Linked DNA regions of Gossypium hirsutum: regions 1 and 2 are each linked to region 3. The links are chromatin contacts, called in public Hi-C maps. All regions are on one chromosome and are shown on one strand. The core of a region is the stretch at or near the end of the contact, and the rest is flanking DNA. Distances in the headings are between cores, read along the strand shown.

Region 1 (2,760 bases), core at 111-2,610, 400 kb before region 3:
GGGACCAAAATAAAATTTTGACATTTCAGAAGAATCAAAGGATGGAATAAAAGACTATTCATTCAAAATAAAGGTGCTTGAGACGTTTAACTGTTTAAGACAGAGTCCAAAATTAGATTTTGTTTTTCTCTTTCATAAATTGTGCTGTAAGATTTTGACCAAAACAACCTAAAGACATGTCGTAGACCCAGTCAACTTTTACTCGCGCGTGAATGTCACGTACCAATCATATAACTAAGAACTCCAGCGTTGCGGTGATTTTCAATCAAACTTGGACAAAGGTCAAACCTTTGAATGCTGGTTTCTTTTTACCCTTTACCGCCACCACTTGAAATTTTTATAGCACATGCTTTTTAAATTGGAATAAGTAATATTTAGTCCCTAAATTTGGTACTTTTGTCTATTTTAGTCCTTGGATATTATATTTTGGTACGCATTAATCTCGGAATTTGACAGCTTTTCATAAATTAATTTTTGAATTTGGATTTTGCTAATGTATGATGATGTACTAGTTTGAGATTGTACCACATACTTGAAAATTTTTATAAAATTTGAAAATTTGAAAATTTCTTTATAATTTTAATATATATATTTTATTTTTTAGATTATATATTTTAAAATTTTAAATGATGATATGACATAATCTCATAATATCACATCATCACTCTTGAATTGAATCCAAATTCATGGACCAATTTGAGAAAAGTTATCAAAATTCAGAACTAATGTACAAAAAGCCCTCAAATTATTGTTTAAATTTTAAATTAATTTTAAACTTCAAAATGTCCTAATTGATTCTTCAAAATATCATGACTTGTTTAAATCTCACATTATAAAAGAAAAGGAAAATGTCTTTCTATTAAATTTTAGTGACACTATCTATTCTTTTAACATGTTAGATTTAAATTATTCATACCATAGATATACATATATTTATAATCAAGGACAAATTTAATGGGACCAGGTAAAGGCCTTGGCCCCTCTCGGAAATTAATATTTAATTTAACCCTTTTAGTATAAAATTTCTAGCCTTGTCTTGAATAATTTATATTTTATCTCATCCCTTAACAAAAAATTTCTAACTTCATCCCCTTAACAAAAATTTATATTTTATCTCATCTGTTAACTGGCGTCCTCTAAAATTGATCCGAATAGGAAATTAATGCCTCAACTAATGACTAAATTAATAGAAAAGCCAAATTGATACAACACTAATACTTTAAGCTCTAAATTAGAACTTTATTAAATTTGGATTTATTTAAAATCGAGGTCATAGTTCGAGGATATAATGTGCTATTAACCCCAGAAAACTTTGAAGTAGTAAAAACAACAAAAGAAAACAAAAATGGGTTTTTTTTTATTACAAAGCTTTATGAAATAAACCATGAATGTTTGTAAGAAAAAGAAAAGTTCAGTTCTTTTTCAAAAAAAAAAAAAAGAGTAAAAGAAGGGAGAAAGAGTTAGCTGATTAAGCACTTAGTATCCGATGTTTCTAAGCAACTACATCTCAAAAATTAAGAGCAAAAATACAGAATAAGAAACCCACTAATTGTCAGTTCTTATGGATATGGTTTTAGTATTTAAATATATTTATCCACTTTAGCCATTTTCTTCTTTGTTTCTCTCCCTTTTCTTTTTGCCTTTCTTCAATTTTCATTTGAAACTGGTACTTTGATCTTCTCTACTTTTTTTTATATGAAAATTTATTGTTTTTGCTGGGTTTTGGACTTGGCTTAGTTTCTTTGATAGCTATGGCTTGATATTGTTTATGTATGTTTATGGGTTTTGTTTAGATTTCTGGTATCCGCATGAATTTTTGTGATTTTTTTTGAAGTTTCTAAATTTGGGTGATTGAATATTTACTTTTTCTTTTCTTTTCAGTTTTATATTTGAGAACATTGATTGTTTGACGGGCAATACATGCAGTGGATCTTTCAAGGGGAATCAATTTGAGGGCTACAAAAAAACTTGTTCCAACTCTGATTATACCAATTTGGCTCCACCCATTAGCCCCACAAAGACAGCTAACACCATGAGAAGAGCCATTGATCACCAAGCTTATTATGTTTTAGGTCATAAGACCCCTAATATCCTTGAGCTTTACACTTTAGGCCGTAAATTAGGACAGGGACAGTTTGGGGTTACTTACTTATGTACCGAGATTTCGACTGGGATTGAATATGCTTGTAAGTCCATATCGAAAAGGAAGTTGATTTGCAAGGAGGATGTGGAGGATGTTAGGAGGGAGATCCAAATTATGCACCATTTGGCTGGTCATAAGAATATCGTGACGATCAAAGGCGCGTACGAGGATCCTTTATTTGTGCATATCGTGATGGAGCTTTGCTCCGGAGGCGAACTGTTTGATAGAATTATCCAGAGGGGGCATTACACCGAGAGGAAGGCAGCTGAGTTGACTAAGATCATTGTTGGTGTTGTTGAGGCTTGCCATTCACTTGGGGTTATGCATAGAGATTTGAAGCCTGAGAATTTCTTGTTGGTTAACAAGGATGATGATTTCTCACTCAAGGCCATCGATTTTGGGCTCTCGGTGTTCTTTAAACCCGGTAACCACTCGAATGTTCTTAACTTTTACTGATTGTTAACCTCTAACATTGAAACTCAATGCATGCTACCTTAAAGCCAATTGATGGTTACCGGGAAGAACACGATTGTAATAGTTGAAGAGCTAACATTTGTTTCTTTATTGAGTTAATTTCAGCCCTTTAGTTTATAATGAAACCAATGTCATTTTGAAAT
Region 2 (2,700 bases), core at 147-2,646, 320 kb after region 3:
TCAGCAGATATAAGCCATAAAAAATCATGCATATTTACTAATAAAAAACTTGTATATATATACAAGGGTTTCAAGCAACTAGAGTTTAAGGCTAAGGAAAAAAAAATCAAAAACTGATTGGAACCAAGGTGTTTAGACTATTTTTTAAATAAAAGTTAAAAAAAAACCATAATTATCCGAACCAAATTTTATATTTTATTAATTTATAATTAACTTTAATTTTTTATGATCTAAAAATAAACATTCTAGGTTTAAAATAATTAAAATAACTTAAAAATTCTATATAAAAATTATTTTAAAAACTATATTAGATTTATTGATTTTTTTATTTACTTGAAAAATTTAATTTTTAGAAGATTTTAAAAAACTAACAAATAATATCAAAAAAAAAAAAAGAGTCCAAGGAACCCAAAATCTAAAATTAGTATGAAAAAACAAAAAACCAAATAAAAGGAATTGGATTATGATGGATAGTTCAAAAAATCCTATTGAACTGATCTGAACTCACCCTAAATAGAGTGTGCCTTGTATCTAATGACACATTATCTTTCATTTGGACTTTAACAAACAAATATCCATATAAGCAATGCTTGGTTACTAAAAGTAGAGAATTTCTGGGCCCAAAAATTGATTTCTTTATTATCTCTAATCTACCCTTTAATCCCCATTCAAATACACAAATAATGATAAAAAAGAAAGTAATAAAACTATGAGATAATGATGGGGTAAAGGGGAACCTTGGTGTCAAGCATGACGGCGCAGAGGATGCCGGTACTTTGCATGGCAGCCCTGAGATTGTTCAAGGTCTCCTGGTGATATTCATGGCTGCCATGGGAGAAATTGAAGCGAGCAACGTTCATGCCGGCCCTCAGCAGCTTCTCGATCATGGGTACCGATCGCGATGCCGGACCCAGAGTGCAAACGATTTTGGTTTTGGCGATACGGCCATCATTTGGCAGCTCCTTCAAGATCCCATCAATGTCTATATTCGCCATTTCCTTTTTGATTTGCTCAAAATAAAAATCTGCTCTGCTGCACCCATTATCAATTAAAAAATATTAAAAGTCATCAATGAAAAAGATTGGGTAAGAAAACCCAGAGAAAAGGAACATTGAGATAAACAGAATGGGGTTAAGGTAGGATTGGTGAGAGAGATCAAATGAGGTAAATACAGAGATGGTTTTTTAAGATATATATATATACATATATATGTATAAAACCATATGAACAAATTACAAGCAAACAAAAAAATAAAAATAAAAATGCTTTATGTCGAGTTAAATTGAGAAATGAGATACTATACCTTATAAGCCAAAAAAGAGTAGTTTTGAAGAACAGAACAGTGAGGAGAGTGGTGGGTGGTGTGGTGGCTTTTTGTAGTATGAGAGAGGACTGCGGGAGGAGTTTAGAAACTGAAAAGTAAAAGGTTTTATTTCTAATTTAACCCTTCAATTATACCATAATTTTACATATTAGTCCTTACAATTTTTAAGTGGTTTTCAGGTTATCAATTTTGTCCTAGTTTTAAAAACAATATTATCCAATAAGAATGTGAAATGTGGCATAGTATGTAGTAGATTATTTTTTTATTAAATGAAATAAAATTAATAGTTAAAAAAAAAATTTTAAGGATGGATATTGAAAATTGGATATAGTTTGTAGGCCGACTTACTAATAAAACCAATATAAAAGGAAAAAAATTAATGTAAGGGACACGTGGTGGTCGGTGGCCCATTGGAGATTTTGTAAATCTTTGGATGTAGAATTATTAGTATTTGAATTAAAACAACAAGACTCAGAATCTAAATTATAATTAGAGTGGTGAATATTTTAACTTGCAAATTTAGATATTTTAATCAATATATTTTTTAATTAAATTTATTTCAATATTTAAATATAAATTAATGATGTGTTGCCATATAATCATTTAAAAATTTGAAGTGATGTCTTGGAATAATCTTAATTATCAAACTTTTACATTTAGATAATAAAAGCAAAAAAGAAAATGTTTTATTGGAAGGTAAGGGATGGGTAGATAGGCGTGCGTACATGCGGTGGATGGGTTTTCCTTTTGGTTCCTTTTTGTCCCTCTTGTGTGGGCAAAGGCTCAAACTACACTCTTGTATTATTCATTCCTCCCCCAAAGATTTACTTCGCTTTTAGCTTTTTTCTTTGTTTTTATTTTTATTTTTACTTTTTCCCATATTTCCAACTACAATAATCTTAGTAATTTATCCCAGTTTTGCTCTCAAATAATCTCTACTCATTTCAACTTTTTTTAAGGCTAAACAAACAATTTATCCCTTCTCTTATTTTTTTTCCCTTACATATCGTTTTACTTTCAAATTATTGGCATTTAATAAATATGTAAAACATGTCACATTTTTATTGTTATTTTTTTTCTATTTTAAGTATATTCGAATGAAAATGATAATTTAATATGATAAAAAAATTAAATATCAAAATAAAAAATAATGTAGTCTAAGAGATAAATCATGACTTAACATCTTTTTTACACTAAAATATATTTTAATTTTATGTAATTTTTGCATCTTTAAAATTTAATTCATTTGCTTTACAGATTAAAAATATAAATTTAATTGTTAACATCATTAAAATTTTTCTATTATATTTAGATGCATTACAATTATTATTAATTTTGTTATTTTTTATCAAATAAAAAATATATTTCAAAATATT
Region 3 (2,700 bases), core at 151-2,650:
ATTATTGTAGTTGAAAACCATAATGTCTCATTGGTCCTGCTCTAGGAAAGGGTGTTTGCAAGGTACAAATAGCACAATGAAGGAAAGAATTGTCCATTCAAATGGGAATGGCGTATTATACCGATTGAATTCAGACACAAGTTTAAGGCTCCATACTATCGTGTATGACAAGCAATGGAAAATTGCAATAATTTTGAGCTGCAGAATGATTGCAGTTCCTTTAGAACGGCTCCCTACTGCCCCTTTACATATTTAAAAGCTTGAACTTACCAGTTTCGTCCAATGGTCTCCTTTGATGAATAACCAGTCATGGCAAAAAATCCGCTGCTAGCATACACTATAGGGCAGTCTGGTTTGGTAGCATCAGATACAGCAAAAGTTTGCTGCAGGGTTTCTAAAGCATCCTTCAGCTCCTGTGACACCCTAGGAAAGGCCCCTCGACCCAATCCATAATCCGACTCCCCTGATGTCCTTGTCGAGTCCACTGAAAATTTGCCTAACGAGTTTTTGCTCTGATTTCCTTCTCCAGTTGGCTTTACTTTACCAATCACTCTGAAACTACCTTCTCCAACATCTGATTCTACTGCAATACCCCATTCTGCAGTCCTTTCAACTATGCTAGCTTCGGTTGAGGACTGTCCATTCGAATCTTTCCCTGCAGTGCTAGCCCCATTCAACTTTTCGATGGACTCATCGTCAAAGCTTACAATCTCATAATTATTGGCTGCCTCTCCTTCCAAAGCTTGTTCGCTAGATTGTCCAACATTTCGAGCACCCGATACAGATGACCCCGACAGCTCCATGGCCATTCTTTTCTCCATTTCCAACTTCTCTAAAATGAATGTAGGTAAGACTGCAAATATTAACCAAGTAAAAATTGATCACCATGTCCAAATAAACATTATATCAAACATCTTCCATACAAAAATTCAGTGCTAGAAAAGTATCCCTATGTACATAGAATTAAACAGTCAAACGTCTCCCATACTAAAATTCAGTGCTAGAAAAGCACCCCTATGTACATAGAATTAAACAGCTACCAAAAGAAACTGTACATAGAATTTTACCTACTTTTAAACGAGTTCAAACCTGTAGCAACTTTAATGGCAGTGGATACACCTCTCTAATCCCATCACTGAAACATCGGTTCTTAAGTTTCTGGTTCTGGTTTCTGTTCCATATAATAGCAGGATAATGTTTTCATATAGACGAATTTCCAAGCTCCATTGGCCTTCAGATATTTACATATTGGCTATTTATTACAAATGGATCAAAATTTGTCAAATTCCCATCAATTTTATCCGAAATTTGTCTCGTTTTCTTGAGGGAAGAAGATTTTTTATCATCACTTCAGCAAGAAACCAGTAAATCAAGATTTTGTGAGGCTGCAATGCAAACAACCCCATATTGTTGAAACTTGATGAAGATAAATTTCACTTTCACTTTCACTATCTGAAATTTTGTTATGTTCCTTTGGGGCCAAATAAGAGCAAAATTGTATTTTGTTTTTAGTAAGTATCAAATGAAACAGCCAAATGAATATATCAAGGTCTAGGACCACAGCATGAAACATTGGTATGGTTTTTTTTAGTATCCACATTTTATACCCCGTCATCATCATCATCATCTCGAGTTGTCCATGTATAGGATATTCTGACCGTCCTAAAGGTTTGATCGAAAAATAAGAGTTTGGATAAAAATATAAGTTTGAAAAATTAATTGGGTAAAATATAAGGCCATTTAAAAAATGGACCATTGCTACTATTTTATTAAATTGCACTTAATTTAATATTATTTAAGTATAAAAATTTTTTAATTTATTTTTCATTTGTTAGTAAATATTTATTTTAATATTTTTAGCATATTTGACGTATTATATATTTTTTAAAATTTTTATGTAAAAAATAAAAATTAAAAAAATTAATATGGGCAGTCGGGTCGGGTCAATGACGGGTTGTAGTATTTTTACTCAGGCTTGAGCAAAAAATTAGTCTCTCTATTTATACTTTCAAAAAAGCTTAATTGAAAAAATTGCCACCTAAATTATACCTACTCTCTTATATTAGTATTTATGTCATGGGTCGCAAATTAAAGTTCATGATCATTGTGCACAAAACGTTATATGGAGGTTAACTAATTAAAAAAAGTTTATTTGATTCACTTGAATTGACTCGATTTATAAAACTTATAGAAAAGTTCATCTATTTAGAATCTTAGTAGTCCGATGAAATATTTTAATAAAATTAGAGTTATCAAGATAATTAATGTAAGTAGTATAAAGCTTAAATCACTACGATAGATAAATATTATTCTCGACCGTAGGCAGCTGGTTTTGTTGAAATTCAACTTGAAAAACTAAAAAACAAGTTATTTATAATTAAATCAAAAGTAAAAAAAATTACTCTTTAACTTTTATTGTTCAAACCTCTCCCTCACGATTAAAGCTCCATTTTTCCTCCATTTATCTATTTTTACTTGGCATCAAATGATTAAGTTGAGATTAAAAAAATCGGATCTTTCTGTTGTTAAACGTTGGTAGCTTTCATTGTTGTCATTGCCATGGATCCAATGTTGAGCTTCCTCAAGAACAACCCTTTCCTTTGGCTCAACCCCTCGAATGAAAGCAAACTCATAATTCCAATTTCTGATTGTTGATTGACCTCTGAAGTTATTGCTATTGTTTCTTGGACCGACGGTTTT

What was found. Hi-C and Micro-C count contacts between places; a contact is called where the count stands out from the background.
Region 1: a contact with region 3 is called in a Hi-C map of leaf, with 2.3 times the contacts expected there. The contact joins the promoter of LOC107894006 here to the promoter of LOC107894012 in region 3. A contact is called at or near these places in 4 of 34 Hi-C or Micro-C datasets (all in leaf).
Region 2: a Hi-C map of leaf shows a contact between it and region 3, with 2.6 times the contacts expected there. The contact joins the promoter of LOC107894021 here to the promoter of LOC107894012 in region 3. A contact is called at or near these places in 2 of 34 Hi-C or Micro-C datasets (both in leaf).

What each region holds. Positions count from the first base shown.
Region 1 is chrA13:14,910,330-14,913,089 of Gossypium_hirsutum_v2.1, reverse strand. It overlaps LOC107894006 (calcium-dependent protein kinase 4), which reads left to right and starts at 1,360. Exons shown (of 9, transcript XM_016819181.2): 1 at 1,360-1,551; 2 at 1,927-2,567. The coding sequence starts at 2,033.
Region 2 is chrA13:14,191,522-14,194,221 of Gossypium_hirsutum_v2.1, reverse strand. LOC107894021 (pyruvate kinase, cytosolic isozyme) reads right to left here and starts at 1,396. Exons shown (of 4, transcript XM_016819209.2): 1 at 1,304-1,396; 2 at 738-1,029. The coding sequence starts at 995.
Region 3 is chrA13:14,513,583-14,516,282 of Gossypium_hirsutum_v2.1, reverse strand. It overlaps LOC107894012 (phototropin-2), which reads right to left and starts at 1,400. Exons shown (of 25, transcript XR_005907506.1): 1 at 1,090-1,400; 2 at 271-853.